Regions from separate parts of the Sus scrofa genome. Here region 1 is linked to region 2. Evidence: chromatin contacts called from public Hi-C data. All regions are on one chromosome and are shown on one strand. Each heading gives the region's core, a stretch centred on a gene start, on an enhancer-like site or on the middle of the called end of the contact. The rest is flanking DNA. Distances are from core to core; before and after follow the strand shown. Region 1 overlaps LOC100623157. Region 2 holds the start of KCTD15 (BTB/POZ domain-containing protein KCTD15).

Region 1 (5,347 bases), core at 1,824-4,323, 160 kb after region 2:
CTCCGTTTACTACGTGGATAATTAAGATGCTGTTCAGAATTGAAGAATAAGAAATAGAGGCCTAAGAAGATTATTTAAAATTACATAGGCAACAATTAAAATAAGTAAAAACAGTAAACTATAATATATTGGTTATGAGTGAACCAGAGGAGGTAAAAGACATATAAATTAAATTTCATCTAACATAGCAAAACCCACTAGATAATTCTTAAGTTGCATAATATTTTGAGTATGAAATGACCTCAGTTGTACTACTAGAAATGGTTGAACATGATTGCTATGAAATTGTGGTTTCAATACATTACATCAGACTACCACTTCTGTAGATAATAATTAAAAACTCCAGAAAAAAACGTTATAAAAACATTTGAAGGCACTGGAAAGTGACCTGAAGCAAGCATAAAGAGGAGGGGGTTCAAGCCTTGAAAGAAGGGAATTGCGCTGAGTGAGACCTATCTTCTTATAATTTTCCCCAAAGGCACTACCTAAACTATATGGGGTGCAGCAGCTAGAACCGAAACAGAAAGCCTGAATTGGCTTGAAATGTTAGAGTTTGAATTAGCCAAAGATGCTGAAAATTGAAGGGGGGAGGGAAAGCCAGATGGAAGAAAAAGAAACCACAGAATGGTGAGTCATGAAATTTGCCTATAAACTCCCCTCAAATCCTTAGCTCACCCTGAACTGTAAATGTGCAGGGAAACTCTAAGAATTCTGCTGAAAAGCTGCAGCTGAAAGAGTGGAAAAATTGAGTGAGATTTTAGCTCCCCCCCCCCACCCCCCGCAGAGGACACAGTTGAATTTAGAACTCTCTCAAGGTAGAGGGATTGGGTTGACACTGAGGCTTTCCAAAGAACGAAGTCTCAGTCAACACTGAGATAATATCAGGTGGTCTAACAATATATGCAACTGATGTTCCAGAAGGACGGGATGAGGAGCAGAAAATATTTGAAAAAATATATATAAGGCTGTTCACTGATGCCTCATAAGAAAAAATGGAGGCCACTGGACAATGGAAGGACATCTCTAAAGGGCTGAAGAAAAAGGATGCCAATACTGAATTCTATATGTTGGGAAAATATCCTCCAAAAATAGGATAAAATAAATATATTTTTAGATACATGAAAGCTAAAAGAATTTGTTATTAGACTTGTCATTAGAAATGCTAAAGGAAGTTCTTCAGGCTAAAGGAAAGTGATACCAGATGGAAACTTGAATCTAGGAAAGAACAGACAACAGTAGAAATGGTGAATAACTTCGTAAACATACAAGACTTGTGTCTTCCCATATTTGCTTTAAAACCTGACTGTTTAAAGCAAAATAATAGCACTGTAAGGTAGGGCTTATGAGGTGTGTAGAATTAAAAGACATAATAACAAGAGCATAAAGGATGGGGTGGAAAAGCAGGTAAATGGAATGGTTCTATGTTAAGGTATTGCATTTGTGAAGTGTGAAGTATGAACTGTGACGGGGGATGCATAGGGTGTGAAACGAGAAGTAACAGATGTGAACAATGGTACAAAGTAATTCTAAACAGGCTTTGATACATTAAGGCTATATGTATCCTTGTTAGCTTTAGAACAGCCACTAACATGTAATAAAAACAGGCATAAATAAGAAGTCGATAGTAGAAATAAAATAAAATCCAAAAATGTTCAATTAATCCAAAAGAAGGCAGGATAAAAGGATCAAAAGAATGAAGGCCAGGGAAGAAAACAAAAAACAAATAATAAGACAGTAGATTTAAACTCAACCACACCAATAACTGCATTATATGTAAATGCAGTATTTATTTCAATTAAACAGCTAAGAATATCAGACTACACATAAAAGCCACATTCAATTACATGTTACCAGTAAGAGATGTACTTTAAATATAAAAGAAAGCGTGATTGAAAGTAAAAGTGTAGCAAAATACACAGGCAAACAATAAGCATAAGAATGCTTCAATGGCGGAGTTCCTGTCATGGCGCAGTGGCTAACGAATCCGACTAGGAACCATGGGGTTGGTTGCAGGTTTGATCCCTGGCCTTACTCAGTGGGTTAAGAATCCGGCATTGCTGTGAGCTGTGGTGTAGGATGCAGACGCGGCTCGGCTCAGATTCCGCGTTGCTGTGGCTGTGGTGTAGGCCGGTGGCTATAGCTCTAATCTGACCCCTAGCCTGGGAACCTCCAAGTGCCACGGCAGTGGCCCAAGAAATGGCAAAAAAGACCAAAAAAAAAAAAAAAAAAAAAAAAAAAAAAAGGTAAAGAACCAAACCTCTAATGAAAACATAGGAGAAAATCTTCATAACCTTGAAGTAGACTATGATATTCTGACTAATAATAAGAAATATATATTTAGTCTTTACCCCATTTCTGACACAGAGCTCCTAAAACTCTTGGAATATTTTGTGATGAGAGATAAAGGTGCCTCTATATGTTAATGAGGTGACTTTTGGAAAGCACCTAAGGACGCTGCGAGCGGGTTGCCAGTGGAACCAACCATGTGATTAGAGGGTTGGAACTTTCAGTCCCAACCCCTGACCTCTGGGAAGGAGAGAGGGGCTGGAGGTTGCATCAGTGGCCCATAGCCAATGGTTTAATCAATTGCACCTATGTAATGAAGCCTCCATAAAAACCTTAGGGACAGGGTTTGGAGAGCTGCCAACACGTCCACATGCCACCTTGCCATGCCCGAACCCCAGGAGGACAGAGCTCCTTTGTTCAGGACCTTGCCCTGTTATTTCTCTTCATTTGACTGTTGATTCATATGCTTTAATGCCCTTTGTAAAACAAACAAAAAAAAACAACCAGTAATATAGTGAGTAAATGGGTTTCCTGAGTTCCATGAGCCACTCTAACAAATTAATCATACCCAAGGAAAGGGTTGTGGGAACTTCCAATCTGTAACTGGTCTGGTCAGAAGCACAGGCAACAACCTGGGCTTGCAATTGGCACCTTAGGCGGAGGGCGGGCTTGTGGGACTAGGCTCTTAACCTGTGCAATTTGACCCTATCTCTCAATAGACAGTGTCAAAATTGAGTTGATTATAGGACGCCAGTTGGTGTAGGCACATTGTTTGTTGGTGTGGCAAACACTGCCTCCCCCAGTGTTGGAACTGGGCCTGCAAACCTAAAATAGGCAAAGATTTCTAGGACAGAGTACAAAAAGCATCAACTATAAAAGAAAAAAATCGATAACATGCATTTCATCAAAATGAAAAATCTCTGCCAACCAAGACTGAATGTTTTGAGATTGAGAACAAGATAAGGATGTCTACTCTTAGCATTTCTAGTCACCATTGTACTAGAGCTTCTGGCCAGGGAAATAAGGCAGGAAACAGAAATAAAAGGTATCCACCCTGAAAAGGCAGAACTACAACTATCTTTATTCTCAGACAACATAATTATATATATTATATATAATCTCATATATACGAAAATTTTTTTTAATTCTTTAAAAAGAGGACTACAACTAGTAAGTGAGTATAGCAAATTGGCAGGATAGAAGATCAACGCACAGAAATGAATTGTACTTCTCTGTGCTAGCAATGAATATCTGAAATGAAATTAAGAGAGCAGCTCCATTCACAATAATATCAAAAAGAACAAAATACTTAGAAATAAGTTTAACAAAAGCAGTGTAAGACTTATACTCTGAAACTATAAAACGCTGTTGAAAAAATTAAAGATCTAAACAAATGGAGAGACATTACACTTTCATAGATTGAGAGACTCAATATTGTTTAAGACGGCAATTTTCTGCCAACTGATCTGCTATCAAAATCCCAGCTGGGCGCTTTTTTTTTTGTTTTGTTTTTGTTTTTTTGTGGTGGTGGGGAGAGGGCAGAAACTGACAAGCTGATCTAAAACTCATACAGAAATGCAGAATGACAAGAAATAGCTGAAACAATCTGGAAAAAGAATGAAGCTGGAAGACTTATACAGCCCAACTTCAAAACTTATTACAAAGCTCCCATAATCAAGACAGTGCAATACTGGCTTAAGGACAGACATTTAGGTCAATGGAAGAGAACCGATACTCCAAAAATAAGCCCTGACATTCACAGACAACTGATTTTTGAGAAGCACACCAAGATGATTCAATGGGGGAAAGAACAATATTTTCAACAAATGGCGCTAGGACAACTGGATAGCCACATGCAAAGGGATATATTTGGACGCTTACCTCACACCATACACAAAATATAACTCAGAATGCATCAAGACTTAAATGTAAAGATTAAAACTATAAAACTCTTAGAAGACAGCAGAGGAGTAAATATTAGTGACCTTGGTTAGGCAATGATTTCTTAGGTAAGATATTAAAAGCATAAGAGATAAGAAGAAAAAAAAAACTAAGTTGGACTTCACTACTCCCTTTAGTGGATCTAAAATATAACCATATTTATAACTATTTCATCTTTTTTGAAACAATAGTAAACAAAATCTCTACACTGATCACTGAAGACTCTGTCCCTGGACCTGGTGGTCCAGTGCTTGGGCTTGGCAGGTAAATGATACCTTTCCAAACAGGAGATTTTGTCTCATCTTCTGTCTTCCATGAAGTCGTGACAGCAAGGAGCTTGGGCTTGATTATTATAACCATAATCAGTGGTTATTTTAACAGTCACTATGCATAAAAGAAAAGAATACATATATGCATAACTGAATATATGTATTGCTGTACACGTGAAACACACAACATTGAAAATCAACTAGGCATTCCCGTGGTGGCTCAGCAGAAAGGAATCTGACTAGCATCCATGAGGACACAGGTTCGATCCCTGGCCTCACTCAGTGCGTTAAGGATCCGGTGCTGCCATGAGCTGTCGTGTAGGTCACAGACACGGCTCAGATCTAGCGTTGTGTGGCTGTGGTGTAGGCCAGCGCCTACAGCTCCAATTTGACCCCTATCCTGGGAACCTCTATTTGCTGTGGGTGTGGCCCTAAAAAGACAAAAAAGAAAAAAAAAAGAAAAAAAAAAAAGAAAATCAACTACACTTCAATGAAAAAATAAATTTAAAAAAACCCAGCAACAGTGACAATGGTGACAAGAAGGTCATGAGGGCATTTTCTGGGTGATAAAAATGACCCGTATCTTGAGCATGGTGGTAGTCACAAACCATACCAATTAATCAATCTATTTGAAGACTTTTCAACTGTGCATTTCAATGTATGTAAATTTTACCTCGATAAAAATTTTGTTTTATAAAGTGATCGCTCTGAGGAGCAACATGAGAGGAAGAGAAGATAAGCCCAGTGCTGTGCTTTTCATTGCAAGCCCTTCAGGACTTCTTGAAATTTGTAAAAGCATGTGTATGAATTACTTGAAATTCTTTAAGTTCTGAAAAATGAAACACATGAAA
Region 2 (5,916 bases), core at 2,107-4,606:
GAGAACGGATGTGTCCAGCTCTGACTGAATCACTCTGTCGTACAGCAGCAATGATCACAACCTTGTAAGTCAATGAAACCTCAATAAAACTTAAAAAATAAGATAGGCGGACTGGAATAGCTCCAGTGCCATTCACATCTACTGATAAAGCAAGTGCCATTCTGATTAGACCCACATCCAATTTCGTCTCTTGGACTATAGTAATGAAACAAGATGTATTTTCACAGGATGTTTCAGTATGTCTTCAGTCCTAATTATCCACTTTCAATTAAAAAACAAAAAGCCTCAGCACTGCAATATATACCACCGATCATTACATGCCTATCACAGCTCATATCCGAGTCCCTCAGTGTAAAAGATGGTTGACATTTAGCCGGGAACTTTTAAAACACTTGAGGATAAATTATGGCCCAAACTTACTCTTCTTAATGACATGTATAAAGTTCAGCTCTTTAATAAAAGGTTTCAGGAATAGGAAAACAAAGTTTCCAGCAATATTCAGGAAATAAAAGGTCTTTGAGAATGGTCAGGTCTTGTTTCAATGAAATTGTGCATTTTTAATACAGTTGGTATAGAGTGAAACTCTTAGAAAAACATCGAGGATTTGAAAATGAAATGGAACATCCTATTTGCAGGGTCACCAGTACCACAGCGAGATTTGTCTCTTAAACAATGACACTTCGTATCTCTGTAGTTCCATGAATACTTTTGAAGTGTCATATTAAAACCCATCTCGTGGCCTTGAGGCAAAGAGAAGCAATTAGTCTTGGAGTTGTGAATAAATAAAAATCCATTTATACACCCGTCCTTGACATGTACCTTGCAAATCTTAGAAACTTCATCTAGTGGGAAAAGAAATGTTAAATCATGAATACCAATACTAATCACATCGCCATGTGGCCTCCTAAAACAGTTTAGTTTATACCCATCTTCTAAGTATTAATTTATATGTATATATTCGTCCATATTGAACACGAAGCAAAGAAGCTCTATCAGGCACCTACCCGGTGGGATGAGAGGGGTGAGAGGCGATGAGGCCATGAGGGTTGGGGTTCTCAGTGGGTCTGGGCTCCTCAGACAGGAGCCTGGAGCATTCTTCCTCATGCTCACCGCTTCCCCCCAGCGCTCAAAGGCTTGAGAAGGGGGAAGGTTCTTACCCCGAAGAAGCCTGAGGCATCCAGACATGGCCTTCTCCACTTGGGATCCCAGCTACCATTTTAGGGGGGACACAGGAGGTCAGAGTAGTTGGGACCCTTGCTTCTGGCTCCATTCCCTCAGTGCTGGGAGGGGCGGGTGGAGATGGAGGCTTTGCTCTTCTTGGCATGGCAGTGCAGCCCTGGGGAGACGGAGTCACCACGGACGAAAGCAGACCTCCCAGGCCTGGCTTGGCCAAAATATAGAGAGCAGAGAGTAGTGCTGTCAGGCCTGAGCTGGGAGCCAGAAGCCCGGGGGGTGCCAGGGCGTGGGGAGCAGAGTGGGCAGCCCATGGGCTGTGCTAGAACCGCTGTACAGCTCCTTGACCTACTTCCAGGGCCCCTTTCTGTTCTAGGAGCAGCCAAAAATCCATAAATTAAGGAAATTAACTGATGGGGCCTGCGGCATCTTTGTAAGCTATTTAAATCTATAAATTTACAACATCTTCTGCATATATCAAGTAATTGAACTAACTGCAGGGATGTAACTTTAATGAGAAAATTTCCCCCTTCTCCTGTAGTTCAAGGTCTAAAATAAATAAATAAATGAAACCTTCCCTTAGGAGGAAAGTTTCTGCTTATTCCCGCGTGGAGAAGTTCCAGAAGCGCGGTCTGGGAGCTCTTTCCACGCGCGAGGTCCCCTGGCCAAGGAGAAGAAGGCCCACAGCTCTTTCTCCTCCCGCCGGTGCCCCCGCCCACCCCCGCTCGTGCCCCCGCCCACCCCCGCTCGTGCCCCCGCTCCGGGCCGGCCCCTGGCGGCCCCTGAGAGTGGGGCCGCTAGAGGGCGCCCAGGTCCGGCTGGAGTTCGGGGTGGGGGCCCCGGCGCGGCTCTGGGCTGGAGCGCACCCGTCCTCCAGCTCGAGCCTGGCTCGAGCCAGGGCGTCCCCGAAGCCGGACGGGGGCGCAGTGCAGGCCGGGCGCGCGGCACTGGAGGCTCCGTGCTCCGTTTCCTAGGAGCCGGGAAGTGGTCCAGGAGCAGGCGGAGGTGGGGGACGGGCGGGGAGCGAGAGAAAGAGGAAGGGGAGGAGGAGGTAGGACAGGAGGAGGAAGCGGCAGCCGCCTCGGGGACCAGGGGGGACGCCCTGGGCGCAGGCCTCGGCGCCGCGAGGAGTCTTGGCGTTAGACGTCTCCATCGCGCCGCGCGAGTCAAGGAAATGGCGCGTCTGGCCGCGGGGGGCCGGCCGGGCGCCCCCCTCCCCCGCGGTAGCCGACCGCGTGTCCGCAGACGTCACGGGCGGCGCTGCTCCCCGGTAGAGGGGCGGTCGGGGCAGAGACCCGGGGAGGAAGGCCGGGGAGGGGGAGGGGCGGCTCTGGCCCCCGGCTCCGCTCCAGCCCCGGCCGACTCGCAGCCCAGTTTCTTCCCAAGTCCCGCCCCTGGCCCCGGGCGCCGCGGCGGCGGCTGCTCTCCTCTTTGTAACCGAGGAGTCAAGAAATGTGAGAAACGTGCCCTGTGTTACTTATTTGGGAGCCGAAAATTTATGCCCAGCTGAAAGCGCCCGGGGAAATATTACATCAGATGAAATGACAATGATTAAAATCAGCTTCTCCCCCGCCCCCTCCCGAGCCCGGAGGAGGCCCGGGCGCCGCGTGGCTGGCCGGCGGGGGGCGGGGGCTGGGCGGCGGAGGGCGCGGGGCCTGGGCGCACCGCTCCCGGGAGGGTCCTGGCGGAGGCCACGGCGGGAAGGCGCAGGCTTCGGGGGAGGCGGGTGGTGCTCGCCCGGCTAAAGGAAGGGAAACGGCGCATTTTTGTCGCCGAGCGCGGTAGGCGCGGGCGCGCGGAGCTAATTGCGACTCTAATCCTCTGCCCCGCGGCGCAGCCAAGCCCCGAGCCAGGAGTCGCCGCGCGCTCCCGCTCGCCTCGCCGCGCTGGGTAATTTGGAGCCGGATCGCTGCCCTTGGCGTCCGGGCTCGGCCGCGACGGGGCGCGGGCTGAGGGCTGAGGTGGGGGGCTGGTTTTCTCGCCAGCAACCGGGGAAGGCCGCTGGAGAGAGAGGAGGGAGGAGAGGAGGTGGGAGCGGCGGGAGGGCAGCCGGAGAGCGGCGCGAAGAGGAGGCGGCGGCGGCGGCCGCGAGGAGGGGAGGAGGCGAGGGGAGGGCGGGGAGGGGAGGCCCCGGCGCGCCGCGCCGCGAGGGGCCGCGCGAAGCGGGGGCCGGGGCGGGAGGGGTGGGTGGGGGAGGGTTGGGGGCGAGAGAGAAAGTAACTCCAGGACGAGACCGGAGCGACCCGCGCGGCGAGCATAGGCGGCGAGGCTGTGCCCGGCGCCCGAGACCGGCGGCTGCGGGGGGCGGGGGCTGCGCCCGAGCCGGATCCGCCGCTCCGGCTCCGAGGTAAGCCCCGCGCGGGCGGCCACCGCTCAGCGACGCGCACCCCTGTCCCTAAAGTGGCTGTGATACCCAGAAAGTCGCCCGGCCGGGATTCGGACCTGGGCGGGGGCGGCTGCTTTGTCCCGGTGCAAGGCGGCGGGGACTGGCGGCGCGGGGGCACCCAGCACAAAGGCCTGGCGCGGGAAGGGGGGATTGCCCACGTGGGCCGGCCCTGGCCCCGGGTGGACCCTCCCCACGCGGGCGGGCACCGAGCTTCCTGCCGCGCGGGGCGGGGTGGGGGGGAGGGTGGCGTTCAGGTCCGGGCACTTGGGCCTCAGTGCAGGGCCGAGCGCCCTGCAGAGCCAGCGAGTTTCCGGGGTCAGAACCGGGCTCACGCAGCTGGGGCTTCGGGCTGATTGGGCCGGGCTTGGTGTCCAAATCAGGGAGAGAAAAAGTCTCCAACGGGACAGATGTGCGTCCTCAGACGCCCACCCGCGAGTCCCAAACGGAGCGGAAGGGGCTGGCGCGCCGGTGGGTCATCCCAAGCGCGGGTCTGGAACCCCAGGCGGGCCGCGCGGAGACGCGGTCGTCGCCGCCGGAGCCCTGCACCCCGCCGGTACCCCCAGACCTGGACGCGCGCACCGGCACACACTCTCAAACAGCCCCCCCTCCCCCTTAGCTGGAGCGCGTTTCCGTCCTCCGCGCCCCCCACCCCCGGCTGCAGAAAGATAAGCTTCAAGTTTTCACTCGGTGTCTCAAATGTGCATGAAGGAATTTAACTGCACGAGTGAATAACAGCATTAGTTTCAATTAATTTTTTTTAATCCCGGCAACAATAAACTTTGAGAACAAAAGCGCTTTTACGTCCTTAATTAGGCGAGCTTCCCATCTGTGGTCTCTTAAGTGTCTGCCTCTTGATTTAACTTTGTCTTCCGCCCCGCCCCTGCCGCACACCCCTCCCGGTCCTGCCAGGCGCTCTGGGTTCCGCGGCCACCCCCGCCCCGCGGCGCCGCGGGCCTGGGCCCAGCCGGCTCCGGCCGCCCCGAAGTTCACAGCGGCCGGCGGGCTCCGTGGAGGGGCTGGCGCGCGCCAGGTGGCCCGCCTGCCTCCCTTCTAGCCCACCTCCTGGGCAATTCTGCAGGCCCCTGGCCCTCTAGCCCCGGGCTGGCGCCCTGGGCGCAGAGCCGAAGGGAGCTCTCGAGGCGCCTTCTGTTTACCTTTTATGGTTAAAATAACAGCTTAGCAAAGAAGCGACTTCACGAAGAAGCGATTTAGTGAAATCGTCTCAAGCTGCCGCAGCTCAGCCAGTTTAATCACCCCCAGAGAGCTGAACAACTGCGAGCACAATGGGACACAAAATCATTTTGTGTGTAAATGAGCGTGGCATTCTGCTCGCTTCCCTCTGCTCGGGCGGGCGGGGCTCGGCGGCGGCGGTGGGGCGGGCGCGGGACCCGGGGCTCCCGCTGCAGCTTGGAGAAGCGGGTCAATACCCAGCTAGTTTGGAAACCTGCGGGGCCGTGGAGCACTCTACCGCCGAAGCTCCTGCAACAGGCGGTTTGGCTGATCCTCGGGAGGGCCGTGGCGCGCTGGGGCTGGGTCGTGGGGTTTGATGCTGGTGCTGGAGGAATGAACTTGTGTCTCTTCGTGTACCCACTTTATGCTTCTGACCTCAGCAGTGGTCTCGGGGAAAGGGTCGTGGTCCAGCACAGATGCGTTTGTCGGAGGGAGCAGTGGAGGTTCGAGTCAAGGCGTACAGCCTGGGGCTTCCAATGGTGAGTGAGTTTCTGGTTTGCCACGAACATCAGGTTGTGCTTGCGATGGGAAAGAGGCTGGGTGAGAACAGGCTGGAGCAGCTTTTGCGATGGGTACTAGGTGTTAAATGTCACTTCTGAGCAGTGTCCTGGTAGTAGGAGGGAGAACACTGGGCAGTCCGCTCTGATAGAATTTCCATCCGAATTCCTTCCAGCACAGTTTATCCTCAGTGTGGCTTTCCTTCTGACTCCTCCCCCAGCAGAGCCTCCCAGGGCAGGAGAACCCATTCCTGAGATATGTTTTGGTTTCTCAGAACTTCCTTGAGATAAGTGACCTGGTTTTCTTTTGAAAGCTTTCAGGGGGAGCTCAGGAATGCCAAAAGCTGCAGACCCTGGGAGCTATAAATGAAACATCACTGCCTGCTAAGAGCAACTCCCACCCCAGTTTCCTGTCAGAGAACTTGCCAGGACACCAAGGGCAGAACGAATCCTAGGAGAGTGACCTGACTTGAATTTGCAGGATTTGATTCTCATTGGACTTTGGTCCATGTCTTAAAACTGAATGTTGAATATCAAGGCACAGAGGCAGTCCTTGAGGGAGGCTGGGGTGAAACCTCTGAGAAGTTCAGGTTTAGGTGTGTGGAGGCCAGTAAGGGGCGGGGGGGGGGG

Evidence for each region. A called contact is a pair of places that touch in the nucleus more often than the background predicts.
Region 1: a contact with region 2 is called in a Hi-C map of liver, with 3 times the contacts expected there. The contact joins the enhancer-like site here to the promoter of KCTD15 in region 2. A contact is called at or near these places in 3 of 5 promoter capture datasets (fetal liver, fetal skeletal muscle and liver), 22 of 47 Hi-C or Micro-C datasets (adipocytes, alveolar macrophages, blood and 13 more) and 2 of 2 datasets of contacts at active chromatin or transcription factors (alveolar macrophages and skeletal muscle).

What each region holds. Positions count from the first base shown.
Region 1 is chr6:43,685,743-43,691,089 of Sscrofa11.1, forward strand. All of the region lies in intron 4 of LOC100623157, which reads right to left. Among named protein-coding and RNA genes, the nearest start is that of LSM14A, 160 kb to the right of the region's middle. Within about 2 kb of position 3,074, at least 2 of the 83 cell types and tissues checked have an H3K27ac peak or open chromatin away from gene starts, as enhancers often do. A contact at or near this core is called in liver, where this site is marked.
Region 2 is chr6:43,525,321-43,531,236 of Sscrofa11.1, forward strand. It overlaps KCTD15 (BTB/POZ domain-containing protein KCTD15), which reads left to right and starts at 3,357. Exons shown (of 7, transcript XM_021094316.1): 1 at 3,357-3,520; 2 at 5,173-5,268. LOC102158826 (a long non-coding RNA gene) reads left to right here. Exons shown (of 7, transcript XR_002344633.1): 7 at 1-807.